4 separate regions of the Sus scrofa genome follow, and all the other regions are linked to region 2. Evidence: chromatin contacts called from public HiChIP or PLAC-seq data. All regions are on one chromosome and are shown on one strand. Each heading gives the region's core, a stretch centred on a gene start, on an enhancer-like site or on the middle of the called end of the contact. The rest is flanking DNA. Distances are from core to core; before and after follow the strand shown.

The links. HiChIP or PLAC-seq counts read pairs in DNA pulled down with a chosen protein or histone mark.
Region 1: a contact with region 2 is called in an H3K27ac HiChIP or PLAC-seq map of alveolar macrophages. The contact joins the promoter of EIF4EBP2 here to the promoter of PPA1 in region 2. A contact is called at or near these places in 1 of 47 Hi-C or Micro-C datasets (liver) and 1 of 2 datasets of contacts at active chromatin or transcription factors (alveolar macrophages).
Region 3: an H3K27ac HiChIP or PLAC-seq map of alveolar macrophages shows a contact between it and region 2. The contact joins the promoter of LRRC20 here to the promoter of PPA1 in region 2. A contact is called at or near these places in 1 of 5 promoter capture datasets (liver), 21 of 47 Hi-C or Micro-C datasets (adipocytes, adipose tissue, brain and 12 more) and 2 of 2 datasets of contacts at active chromatin or transcription factors (alveolar macrophages and skeletal muscle).
Region 4: an H3K27ac HiChIP or PLAC-seq map of alveolar macrophages shows a contact between it and region 2. The contact joins the promoter of PALD1 here to the promoter of PPA1 in region 2. A contact is called at or near these places in 1 of 47 Hi-C or Micro-C datasets (embryonic fibroblasts) and 1 of 2 datasets of contacts at active chromatin or transcription factors (alveolar macrophages).

Annotation. Positions count from the first base shown.
Region 1 is chr14:73,322,248-73,325,401 of Sscrofa11.1, reverse strand. EIF4EBP2 (eukaryotic translation initiation factor 4E-binding protein 2) reads right to left here and starts at 1,793. Exons shown (of 5, transcript XR_002338867.1): 1 at 1,333-1,793.
Region 2 is chr14:73,166,280-73,169,175 of Sscrofa11.1, reverse strand. PPA1 (inorganic pyrophosphatase) reads left to right here and starts at 1,488. Exons shown (of 11, transcript XM_001925080.6): 1 at 1,488-1,662. The coding sequence starts at 1,599. LOC102163044 (a long non-coding RNA gene) reads right to left here and starts at 1,176. Exons shown (of 3, transcript XR_002338432.1): 1 at 982-1,176.
Region 3 is chr14:73,294,919-73,298,041 of Sscrofa11.1, reverse strand. LRRC20 (leucine-rich repeat-containing protein 20) reads left to right here and starts at 1,382. Exons shown (of 5, transcript XM_001925274.5): 1 at 1,382-1,514. It overlaps LOC110256844, which reads right to left and starts at 2,267. Exons shown (of 1, transcript XM_021073886.1): 1 at 148-2,267. The coding sequence starts at 2,178. The coding sequence ends at 1,750.
Region 4 is chr14:73,399,720-73,402,453 of Sscrofa11.1, reverse strand. It overlaps PALD1 (paladin), which reads right to left and starts at 1,466. Exons shown (of 22, transcript XM_021073790.1): 1 at 1,171-1,466.

The DNA of each region.
Region 1 (3,154 bases), core at 544-3,043, 160 kb before region 2:
TTCCAAGGCAGCCACCCCACCCCTAGAGTGGCCTGGCAGGGTTCCTCCGTACAGCTCTCCCCTGGATTTTCATCCCTTGTTGGCAAGAAGATCTTATTCTACCGGCCTTGCTATTGTGCAACCGATGAAAGGATTGCCAGGCCTAAGTGCAGGGGGATTGGTTGTAGTACAACTGGTGAGTCCAGCCCACAGGAATGAAGCTAGCAATCTTGTAGACTGCAGAGGCTGCCAGCAAAGCCCCAATCCTCTAGCCAGAGGCCATCCCAACACCGTAAGGCAAAGTTAAGAAGTTAAAATGAAGCACCATTTCCTTCAAAATGTCCCTCAAAAATCACTCTCCAGTCTCCTCCCTCTGGAGAAAAGCCCAGTCAGGAGACAAGACAACCTTTGAGCTCCCTTTTCCCGTGACCAATTAATTCAACGCTCTTCACCTCTACCCCAGTGTTCTTCCCGGTAAACAGTTCCTGGTCGTACTTTGAAAAGCAATACTCAGGAACCTCGCTCTGCACGGCCCTTTCCCCAGGATCAAGCAATCCCACCGGCGAGGGTGCCCTCCTTGCCAATGCTCTCTTCAGCTTATTTCCAAAAGCGTGGCAGCTAGAACTCTACCCTCAAGGCTGCCAGTGCTCCTTTCCCTGGGCCATTACTTGAGCATTATTTTAGCATTCCTCCTCCAGCCTGGGGACTCCCCCCACCCGTGGGGCCTCGTCCAGCAGTGTAAACAATGCTGTCAAAGCAGGATAACACTGGGCGAGGCTTCCAAACTCCGCATTCCAGTCTCCTCCTGGTGTTCTAAAAGCAGCAAAACAAGTCATCGCAGGGTCCCAGGAGCGAAATCTCTCGACTTCCTTTCTAAAAACGTCCAGGAGACAGCTCCGAAATCAAGCATGAATGTGCACAAATACACAATTTGTAAGAGACAGAGGTAACGCGGAGTGAGGGAGTGAATGCAGGCCAAGTGTAGACAAATTTGCTCGGGAGAGGAGCGAAGCGGAGAAAACTGGGTCGAGTACAAAAACCTGCCACGAAGCGGGAACAAGGGCTTTTTGTCGCTACAGGAGAGCCACGTTCCCAGAGTGGGCACGCGCTGAATCGAGCTGCTGGCGAGAACGCGAAGTTAAGGTCCTCAAAAGCAGTCTCACAGGGGCTTTGGTGGGGCTGGGGGGGAGGGGCCTTGGTGGAGACGGGTGGCCGCAGCGGCCCAGCGTGGACACGCCCTGAGTTAAAGGACCGTGGCGGGAAACTGCGGGGACACCGCGGAGGCGGGCGCGGACGCGCTCGGAAGCCCGCTGCAGGCTCCGTGTGAGGGCCGCGCGGGCGGCCGGCGCTCACCTCCCGGCGTGGTGGAGAAGAGGGTCCCCCCGGGCGTGGTGCAATAGTCATGAGGTAGCTGCGCGGCGTCGCTGATGGGCACGGTGCGGGTGGGGATGGCACGGCTCTGGCTGGGCTGGTGGCCGCTGCCGGCGGACGAGGACATGGCTCTGGGCGCGGGCTCTCAGGCTTTGTCCCGCGGGCTGGCAGGCGGGCGGCGGCGGCGGCGGCGGCGGCGGCAGCTGGGGGCCCGGGCTGCTCCTGCTCTGGCGGGCGGAAGGGCGGGCGGGGCTGGACGTGCTCCGCTCGCTCCCCACTCGCTTCCTCTCGTTCCCTCGTCCCGCTCCGCTCCGCCGCCGCCCTCTCAGCCGCCGCTGCCGCCGCCGCCCGATCCTCCGGCCTCCGCCAGCAGCCTCAGCAGCAGCAGCAGCAGCAGCGGCAGCAGCGGCTACGACGACGACCGGAAGCGGGCGAAGGCGGGAGCCAGGGAGAGCCCAGTGTAGTGGGTCGACCGGACGTTACGTCACGAAGGGCGTGGGCACGATGGTGGGCGGGGTTGTGATAGGCGGGGCTTAAGGCCTGAGGGTGAAGCTCTAGCTGGGCAGAAGCAGCGCGAAATAGTGAGACGAAAGTGATCGTGGGCGCGGAAAATTGTTTTGTTTGTTTTTGAATTTTTTTGGTCAGTCAACAATACTTAAGCTGACTTCTGTTTACTATCTATCTAAACAAAAGCGTAATTTTACTTTTAATGGCTCAATATTAAATATAGGCAGTGCATGCACCGTGTACTAAAAAACAGAGCATACGTGGGTGCAGCAGCTAAACACACACCACACACACACACACACACACACACACCAAGCAATAATAGCAACTTATATCTAAGAGATTAAAACTTGAGATTTAAAGTAGAAAATGTATGAAAAAAGTTGTGATTCTGAGTAAGCCTTATAATATTTCTTTATCGCTCTTGGCTGCATTAACATTAATTAACGCTTTCTACACCAACAAACCACTGAGAACTTAAATGCGTGATAATGAAGAGGGGATTCTTTCATGTTGATACTTTGCTCTGAATACTCCAACTACATGCAAAGTTACAGCTACAGCTTTTTCAGCTCTGTAAGTGCAAGTTCAACCACATAATCACAAATAACATAGACGGCCAAGGTATCAGTCCACTACTAATTTAGCCATGTTTTCCTAACCAGAATATGCATTTGTTTTTGGTGACAGTAGTAATAAAATTATTTTTTAATTAAAAAAAATAAAAAATAAAAAACAGAGCATAGAAGTTTACGGTGCCACTGTCTTCCAGTTTCGCAATTCCTCTTGGTACCAGTTTATTGTGTATTCTTCCAGAGACAGTCCTTATATACAGATATACTGCACCATATAAACATTAATAAAAGAAAGAGTAATAGCTGCCCAAGTCACATGGATGAGTACTGTGTTAGAGATAAAAGAAACCAAAACACAGGGGAAGGTTAAGACCATGAGGTACCTGGAAAATCCAAATCTGGAACACTTTCCTCTGGGGATTCTCAAACTTTCTGATATTAAAGTTTACATTCTTAAAAATTACCGAGGGAGTTCCCTTGTGGCACAGCAGGTTAAGGGTCCAGTATTGTAACTGCAGTGCCTTGGGTTCAGTCCTTGACCCAGGAACTTCCCCATGCTTTGCGCACTGCCGGAAAAAAAAAATTATCGAGGATCCCAAAGATCTTTTGTTTGTGTGGATTATATATATTGATAACTACTGTATTAGAAATGAAAACAGAATTTTAAGTGTTTGTGAATTCATAAAATAATGTCATCACATTATGTTAGCATAACATTTTTA
Region 2 (2,896 bases), core at 239-2,738:
AGGGCCACTTCCTGCGGCATTGGAGGTTCCCAGGCTAAGGATTGAATTGGAGCTGTAGCCACCAGCCTACTCCAGACATAGCAATGCGGGATCCGAGCGGCGTCTGCAACCTACACCACAGCTCACGGCAACGCTGGATCCTTAACCCACTGAGCAAGGCCAGGGATCAAACCCACAACCTCATGGTTCCAGTCGGATTCATTAACCACTGTGCCATGACGGGAACTCCGATACTCCGACACTTCTTCTTCTTCTTTTTTTTAAAGTTTAGGAGTTCTCTTGTGTAGTGGGTTAAGGATCCAGCATTGTCACTGCAGTAGCAGGCCAGCACTGCTGTGGTGTGAGTTTGATCTCTGGCCTGGGAACTTCCTCATGCCACCTGCATGCCCCCCCTCCCCGGGCCAAAAAAAAAAGCCCAGCCCATCAAAACTTTTAAGTTAAACTAGACATTCTTTGAAATAATTTTGCAATCAAATTAGTGAATAATCACTGTCTAACGAGGATTTTGAAACACACACACACACATATATATACACACACATAGAACTGGGGAAGTGAGTGAAGCAAACATCTGCCCATAACCTCGAACTTGCTTTAGCTTTTGGGGTCTGGCCTAACAACATGAAACAGTAGTATAAAAACAAGCTCCAAGGAGCTTGCACCTGAGAGAAATGTCCTCAAGGGACCATGAGCTCACGTGTGGGCTTTCCCAATGCTGCCATCTCAAGGCCTAGGGGACTTGGGGTGGGGTGGGGGCGGCAGACTGAATCTTCCTTGTGGAGGGTGGGAATAACCCAGCAACCCTTGAAATCATTACTATTATTATCTCTATTTCCCAGACGAGAAACTGAGTCAGAGAGCTTAATATCAATTTGCTCGCTGTCATATGCTGGAAAGCAGTGGAGATGTAACCTAGTTGGTAGCCAAAGGGTATCAGTAATGCAACTCAACTTTTCTCAAACAGATCAGAAAACTGCTCACCTTTAAGCAGCCTTAGCGGGGATTGCAAAGTGAAGCAGCTGATTCCTAAACGTCTATCTCCCCCTCCCCAACCCCATGTCCGCGGCGTTTGGAAGTTCCTGGGTCAGGGATCAAGCCTGCGCAATGCTGTAAACAAAGCCACAGCAGTGACAACACCGGATTCTTAACGTGCTGAACCATGAAACAACTCCTCAGCGTCTTTTGAGGTAAGAGGGTATGTGAGTCAAAGGTGTGTTCCCATTGTGTGTAGAGGGCGAGACGTCAGCGGTCAAGCCTCAGCTGGTCCAAGTTGAGACCTTCTTACTCTCTCCCTTCAGAGCCCAAAGCCCGCCAGCTGGGACAGAACGCAGCCACGTGGCCAAGCCTGGGGCTCCTGAGCAGTCCGCGGAGGCGCGGCCTGAGGGGGCGGGGCTGGGGCGCAAGGACTCGCGGGCACCGCGGAGTGCGCCTGCGCGCGGGGTGGGCTCGCCCGCGCCCAGCAAGTTAAAGGCGGCTCCCCGCCCCCAAGCAGGTCCAGTCACCGCAGTGCGCAGGCGCGGAGCCTTCTCCTTGTCAGTGAGCGCCGCGTGCGGGTTTGTGACTCTGAGCGGCGGCGGCGGCGTCCAGTCTCCGGCACTATGAGCAGCTTCAGCAGCGAGGAGCGCTCCGCGCCTTTCACCCTCGAGTACCGAGTCTTCCTCAGTGAGTGTCCGAGGCCCGCGGCCCCTCCCTGCCTGCCCGCCCATTCATTCCCTGGCCTCGTCTCCCCCCACCGCCCCAGCGGCTGCGGCCCGCGCCGGGCTCCTTGGACTGGTCCCCGGGGCCTGGGCTGCCTCGTCCTCTCATTTCACACGTCCCGCTTGCGAGCAGGAGGGCGTAGGTCTTCGTTGCTCTTGAACACGTTCGGTTGGACCTGAACCCGGGCCAGGCTAATTTTGCAGGTGTTCAGCTCGGGCAGTGTCTTAGGGGAAAAGGAAACCACTGAGTCACCCTAGAAAAGGTGCCTGGGAATAAACTAATCCCTGTAAGAGGATTATTCATTTTGGAGGAACAGGGAGGGGGAGGTGATGGTGGTGACTCCCTAAGATCTTAATTCCTCCACAGTGGCTCAGATTGTGGGCACCAAGTCCAGCCCCTCGTCCTACAGACAGGGAAATCGAGGCCCCGATCAGGAGCAGTCAGTGGAGGACTGGACCCATCCCTCTGGGGTCCCAGTAGCGCTCCTGCCTCCCGGCCGTATGTTTTCCTGTAGCACTGATGCTGGGAAAAAGCCTTATGAAACAGAAAGCTGTTCCCCTCCGGTCAAGCAGATGACGTCAATCTGGGAAGCATGAGTAAGAAAGTGCCAATTTTTGGTCCCTGTGCAGGGAATCGCGTCCAAGGGGTATCTCCCCCACGTCTGCACCAAGAGCGAGGAGGCTGCAGGCTGGCAGCGCTCAGCTTCCCTTGACATCACCTTTAGCCTTGTAGATGGAGGAAAGCTGCCGAGAGTTTATCTTTATCCTCTTACCGAGTCCCCCCTGCTCCCCCTCCGGGGGAAAAAAAAAATTACTAGAGATAAGGGGGGGGGGGCGTTTGAAAATGTGTCACCAAAGGCCTTTCGCTTTTAACTTTACAATTTTGTTCGGAAGGAAATGGGCAGGTGCCGCGGATTCTGTAAGGTCGTGTGTTGTATGAAGGGTAGTGAAGAGAGGGGTATAGGGGGCGAATGGTAGAAAATACTGAAAGAACAAAGCTCCTAGCAAAAAATAGCTTGATGTGAGAGGAAAAGGAAAGTGAACTCTAAAAGTTACACAACTTGGAGTTCCCGTCGTGGCGCAGTGGTTAACGAATCCGACTAGGAACCATGAGGTCGCGGGTTCGGTCCCTGCCCTTGCTCAGTGGGTTAACGATCCGGCGTTGCCATGAGCTGTGGTGTAGGTTGCAGACGCGGCTC
Region 3 (3,123 bases), core at 133-2,632, 130 kb before region 2:
CTGGATAGCTTAAAACAAGAGACACTTATTCTCTCCTCAGTTTTTGGAGACTAGGAGTTGGTTCCTTTTTGGAGGCTCTGAGGGAGAATCTGTTTCACGCCTCTTCTTTGTTTCTCATCCTCGCTCACAATCCCCGGGTTTTCTTGGTTTGCAGACTCCGCCTCCATCTTCATATGGACTTTCCCCGTGTGCCTGTGTAACTCTTCTCTTCTTACAAGAACACCAGTCACATCCTATGCCAGTATGACTTCATCTTAACTAATTATATCTGCAATGAACTTGTTTCCAAATAAGATCATTTTCTGGGGATGTGTATGGGGGTTAAGTCTTTAACATACCTTTTTTTTTTTTTTTTTTGGTGGAAGGGAGAGACATAAATTAACCCATAACATCCATCAAGACCCAGGCAAATGTGGGTTTCTTCTCTGACTGCTCCAATCCCCAGGGGTGGAATTAAATGTTCTTTCTTTAGGACTCACACATACTTAATACATGCTTCTGTTTATCAGAACACTTGACTCACTGACTGTCATTGCTGGTTGAGTGGGGGCCTCATCTCTTTCCTGTTCCTCACAGAGCCTAGTAAAGAGTCTACAGGGAGGAAAAACAACAAGGCCCTACTGTATAGTACAGGGAACTATATTCAATATGGTCCATTAAACCATAATGGGAAAGAATATGAAAAAGAATATATATTGTGTATTACTGAGTCACTCTGCTGTAGAGCAGAAATTAAATGCAACATTGTAAATCAACTATACCTCAATAAAACTGAAAAAACTTCACTAATTTGAAGGACCAAAAAAAGTCTATGGGGAATCCTCTGAAAATTTAGGCCTGAGAAGCAGCTCCCCTCCCCTGACCCGTCATGCTGGGCACTGCACGTAACTTTCCATGTAGCAATCCTCACAATGACCCCGTGAAGTAGGTATTTATACATTTAACCCCTATCTTAATAGGAAACAACACTGGGATTTGGAGACGTAGAGTAATTTCGTGTCACCAGAATTATTGCCTCTGAAAACAGAACGGCCGCCTTGAAGGCATCACGGGAAAAGCTCTCTAGTCCCCACCTTCACGCTTCCCAAAGTCCCCCTGATCTGGCTAATTCAACTCCCCTACCTTGAGAAAAACAAACCTGGAGGCTCAATCCTATTGATCCTGGATCTGTTGCACATTCCCGTCTACACTCCCGCCCCGCTAAGCTTTTTCCCTCCAGAAGTCGAATACAAAGCGGATCCACCCTGCGGACGAGAGCGCGCGGGCAGCTTTTCCGGGCGCGCCTTTCCCGGGAGCGGCGTGGGGACCCGCGCGCTGATTGGCTGCACTCGGCGGCATGCTCCCGCCCCCGCGCCGTTCCTAGCCCAGCGACTGGCCCCGCAGCAGCGCGCTCAGAACCCGCAGCCCTTCGCGCCCCTCCCGGCCGGCTCCCGCGAGCTGCTGTTGCATGGGGCGCCGCCGGCGGCCGAGGGAGCGTGACTGCGCTGCGCAGGGCGCTAGGAGGCATTGTCGCCGTAAGTGGAGCAGAGAGCAGCCAGGAACTGGGCCCCACCTTCGTGCCCCGCAAAGTAAACGGAGTCTGAGGCTAAGCGCCCAAGGGGCTGGGGGAGAGAGAGAAGTGTCCCCAATTCTGCAGCGTGCCCTCCCCTCCCCCAAGTCACCGGGTGGAAGGAGAAGCGGTGCACCAGCTGAGGTTTCTTCGGTGCCCAGGGGCCCGGCGCCGCGACCGCTCTGGCTTGCCGACTGCAGCTAGACCCCGGCTGGCTCGGGGAGCGGGCGCAGCGGTACCGGGGAATAGGGAGCCTGGGGAGGCGAGAGGATCTCCGTTCCCCGCGGGAGGCGCCCCGGTTGGGAGAGGCTCTCGTAAATTTCGTCCCTGAAGCCACATTTTCGGGGTTTGCTTTCTCTCTGGGGGGCTGCATACGCCTGTCCCAGGGCGTGCCTCTGGGCCTCCGCGATCACCAGCGTTCCCCCCTCTGCCTGCTTTATTCTCCCCAGTCCCCGCCTGCCCGGCGAGCGGAGGGCCGGCAACGAGGAGCCATTGGCTGCGGGAACCAGGGGGGTGGGGAAGACGGTGAGGCAGGCCCCCAGCGCGAGGCGTGGGGACCCCGGAGTGGCCACCGCCCTCAATCCTGGGAGGCGCAGCCGGAGGATGCTTAGATGCTCGTAGAGAGCCATGCGCGGGGCTCTGAGAACCCCATGGCTCAAAAACAAGACGCCAGCCCGTCCCGCTCACGCCCCAGCGGGCTTCTTTTCTTTGGGAGGAAAATTGGGTCAACTCTGCCTGGCCTCGAGTGGGCCTTCGGGGCTGCTTGGGTCCGATCCAGAAGACTGCTTCTCACTTCCCCAGCAGCTCCGTCCCTTGCCATGGTCCAGAGAACCCCGCTGGAGCCATTGGTGAGGGGGAGCTTGCACACATGGCTCAAGAGGCTCGAGTTGCCCTTCAGAGCGGCTACCAGGCTCTAAAGTTCCCAAGTGACCACGCCAGTAACTAAATATAGGGGCAGCTGGTGCAGGCGTGGTGTCGCAGCAGCTCTTTTGCACGGATCTCCGGGCTTCAGATAAGGTAGAGTTCTCACTGAAGAGGGTGGGAACCCTAGCAGAGGCTGCAGTCAGTATTTAAGCAAAAACCAACCCTTCCCAAACCTTGTATCCAGGTGAAACCAGATTATAGATGCAGGAGGGCCGAATTACCAGCTCTCACAGAGCAGGGCAACTTCTTTGCTGGCATTTCATCTTTTAGATCCTAACTTACCATCTGTACCGGTTTAATCACATATTAGTAATGCCTTAGTGTGGGAAAACTGGTTGGATTAGGCTGCTCTCCTCAAAAGACTTTCCTAGTTCCTTGCAGAGAAACAGAATAGATTGATAGGATGGCCTCCAGCCTTTCCCCACTAATCTGGGGGCAGACTGGCTGTCTGTCTCCCTCTTTCTCTCATCATTTTGGGTGCCTCTGCTTAGCCCCTGGCTCTGTCTCCTCTTCCCAGCCATAGCATGTGCCTTCATGGCAGAGGGCACACATGCTCCTAAGGCCTGGTGTTGTGGCTTCTGGCTTATTCTGCTTTCTTGTCACTTAGTCTCTCTTACCTGATGGAAAGCTCATTCTGGCTCATCCCCTGT
Region 4 (2,734 bases), core at 217-2,716, 230 kb before region 2:
AACCCACCTGGGAGCGGGCTGGGGAATACCCCTGCTGCTCCCTGTCCATGAAGGGGGGTGAGAGGCCCTAACAACTAACAGGGAAATAAAAAAGGATGGATATGGAGCCAGAACATTTTAAACATACCTGCATGGTTGCACAAGAACTGGATCCCAGCTCCCTGGTGATCCAGCCTGTGTCACTCATTCAGCAATTAATCATGTGTAGCCTTTTGGTATTTTCACTAATATTATTCGTCTGGGAGCAGTATGGAAACCCAGTATTCACGAACTTTCTCTGTGCTCACATCGTGTCTCCCCCAAACGGCTGAGGACGGACCCCTCCAACTCCTCCCATTCTCCCTGGCAGAGCCCAGTGCCTGGCATTTAAGCGCTCAGTCCCTGGGTCCACGGTGCTCTGCAGGAAGCCAAGGACTTGGTGCCCGGAACTCTGGTGGAGAGTAGAGAAGCTGGGAAGCTTCCTGATGTTGGGGAGCTTTATTTCCATTTCTGACTCCCCAAAAGAGAACACAACCATCCCTTCAAGAGTCCAGGGCAGCCATCTCCCACACACCGCGCTCCGCTTTTCTGACAGGCCACTTGCCCCTTCCGGGAAAAAAAACCTCTGAAGATTAAAAGGGTGCTCCCCTGGGAGACACAGGCATACAGAGGGAGAGGATGAAAATGAGGCCCAGCAGCAAAGCTTGCACCCGCGGGGACCACAGGACTCTTCCAATTCCATGGACCTCAAGCCCCTAAAGATGAGCCCAGGGCGCCAGGTGTGCATCATGAAGCTTCCCTCCCCGCAGCTGCACAGGAAGCCCAGTTTACCGGCCTTGCTCCCAGGCCTGGCCATGAAGATTGCAGGTGTGGCCAGCCCACATTTAGCCCAACATCTACCCAGGCCGAAGGAAACCTCCTGGAGGAAGTGGGTATAGCCCAGAGCCAGACAGACAGAAAGACTCAACTGCGCCTCACTGTTTAATAGCTGAGGTTCCGCTTTTCTCCCAGGCACCAATCCCCTATGGGTTTGGATGGGGGCCCAGGACCTCTCCACTCCGCGAAGCCCAGGTGGGCGTGCGCTCTGGGGGATGGGAATGCGCGGTCGGGGCATCCCCCTGCCCCAGGAGTGCTCAGATGACTCCCGAATCAACCCTCCCTCCCCAGCTCTGGGTCCAGACGCATCGGTACCTGCCAGCCCACCGCTCCAGGGGGCATCCGCGCTCCTTCGGCCGGCGAGCTGCGCCCGGACTGCGGGCGCCGAGTCTGGCAGCAGCGGGGTGCGCACGGCGCGGGCTCCGGCTCGCTCCTCCCAACTTCCCCAGCCCATCCGTGGGCAGAGGCGGCTCTGGAGGCTGGCAAGCCAGGCGCGACAAGGCGAGGCCAGGAGATCCGGAGCCCGCGCTAGCCGGCGAAGAGAGCTGCCCCAGCTAGAGCGCGCCGCCCGGCTCCTCGCGCCCCGCGACCCCCACGCCGAGGGGCGGACCTGGCCAGCCCGCCAATCAACGCGCCCGCCGCCTCCCCGCCAGCTCGAGCCCCGGCCCCAGCCTCGGAAGGGGCGGGGGGCTCGGATTTAAAGACACACTCACCAAGCCGCGTCCCGATTGGCATTCCAGAGCCGAGGCGGCCGGGCCGGGAGGGAACGGCTGGCCCCACCTTCCCCAGCCCCGCTTCCTCCCTTCGCCCGCCCACCCTCCGCTTGGGAGGAAAAGTTTGGGGCGGGGGAGACTGCCTGGGAAGCCAGTTCCTCTTCCCTTGTCATTAGTTCGGCTCGTTCTGGAAGATGACCAAACCCTACATCCAGCCTCCCTGGCAGGAGAAAGAAGCGAATGCTCTCGGCGCCACACCCCCTCCCAGACTCCAGCTCTCCGGGAGATCGGCGGGCCTGGGCTACCCTCGCCCATCTCTGTTTTTTAAAACCAGGCCAAGCCTGGGCAGGACCGAGAATGCGGGGGGAGGGGGGGGGGAATTCCTCGCTGTGCTGTGCAAACTGAGCCAGGTGATTGCCCTCTCTGGACCGGTGCCACAGGAGTCTTTTAACGGAGCCCTTAAAAAGCAGATTGCCCATGCTACTGGTACAAAAACAGAACCATAGATCAGTGGATCAGCATAGAAAGCCCAGAAATAAACCCACGCACCTATGGTTATCTACGGACAAAGGAGGCAAGAATGAAGAAAAGACAGCCTCTTCAATAAATGGTTCTGGGAAGACTGGACAGCTACATGTAAAAGAATGAAATTAGAACACTCTATAACACCATACGCAAAAATAAACTGAAAATGGATTAAAGACCTAAACAAAAGACCGGATACTATAAAACTCTTAGAGGAAAACATAGTGAGACACTCTTTGACATAAATCGCAGCAATATCTTTTTTGGTTCACCTCCTAGAATAATGAAAACAAAAACAAAAGTAAACAAAGGGAACCTAATTAAGCTTAAAAGCTTTTGCACAGCAAAGAAAACCATAAACAAAATGAAAAGACAACCCACAGAATGGGAGAAAATCTTTGTAAATGAAGCAACTGACAAGGTGTTAATCTTCAAAATATACAAACATATCATACAGCTTTATACAAAAAAAAAATTAAAAAATGGTCAGGGAGTACCTGTTGGGGTACAGTGGAAACGAATCTGACTAGTATCCATGAGGATGCCGGTTCAATCCCTAGCCTTACTCAGTGAGTTAAGGATCTGGCATTGCTGTGGCTGTGGTGTAGGCCAGCAGCTGTAGCTCAGATTTGACCCCTAGC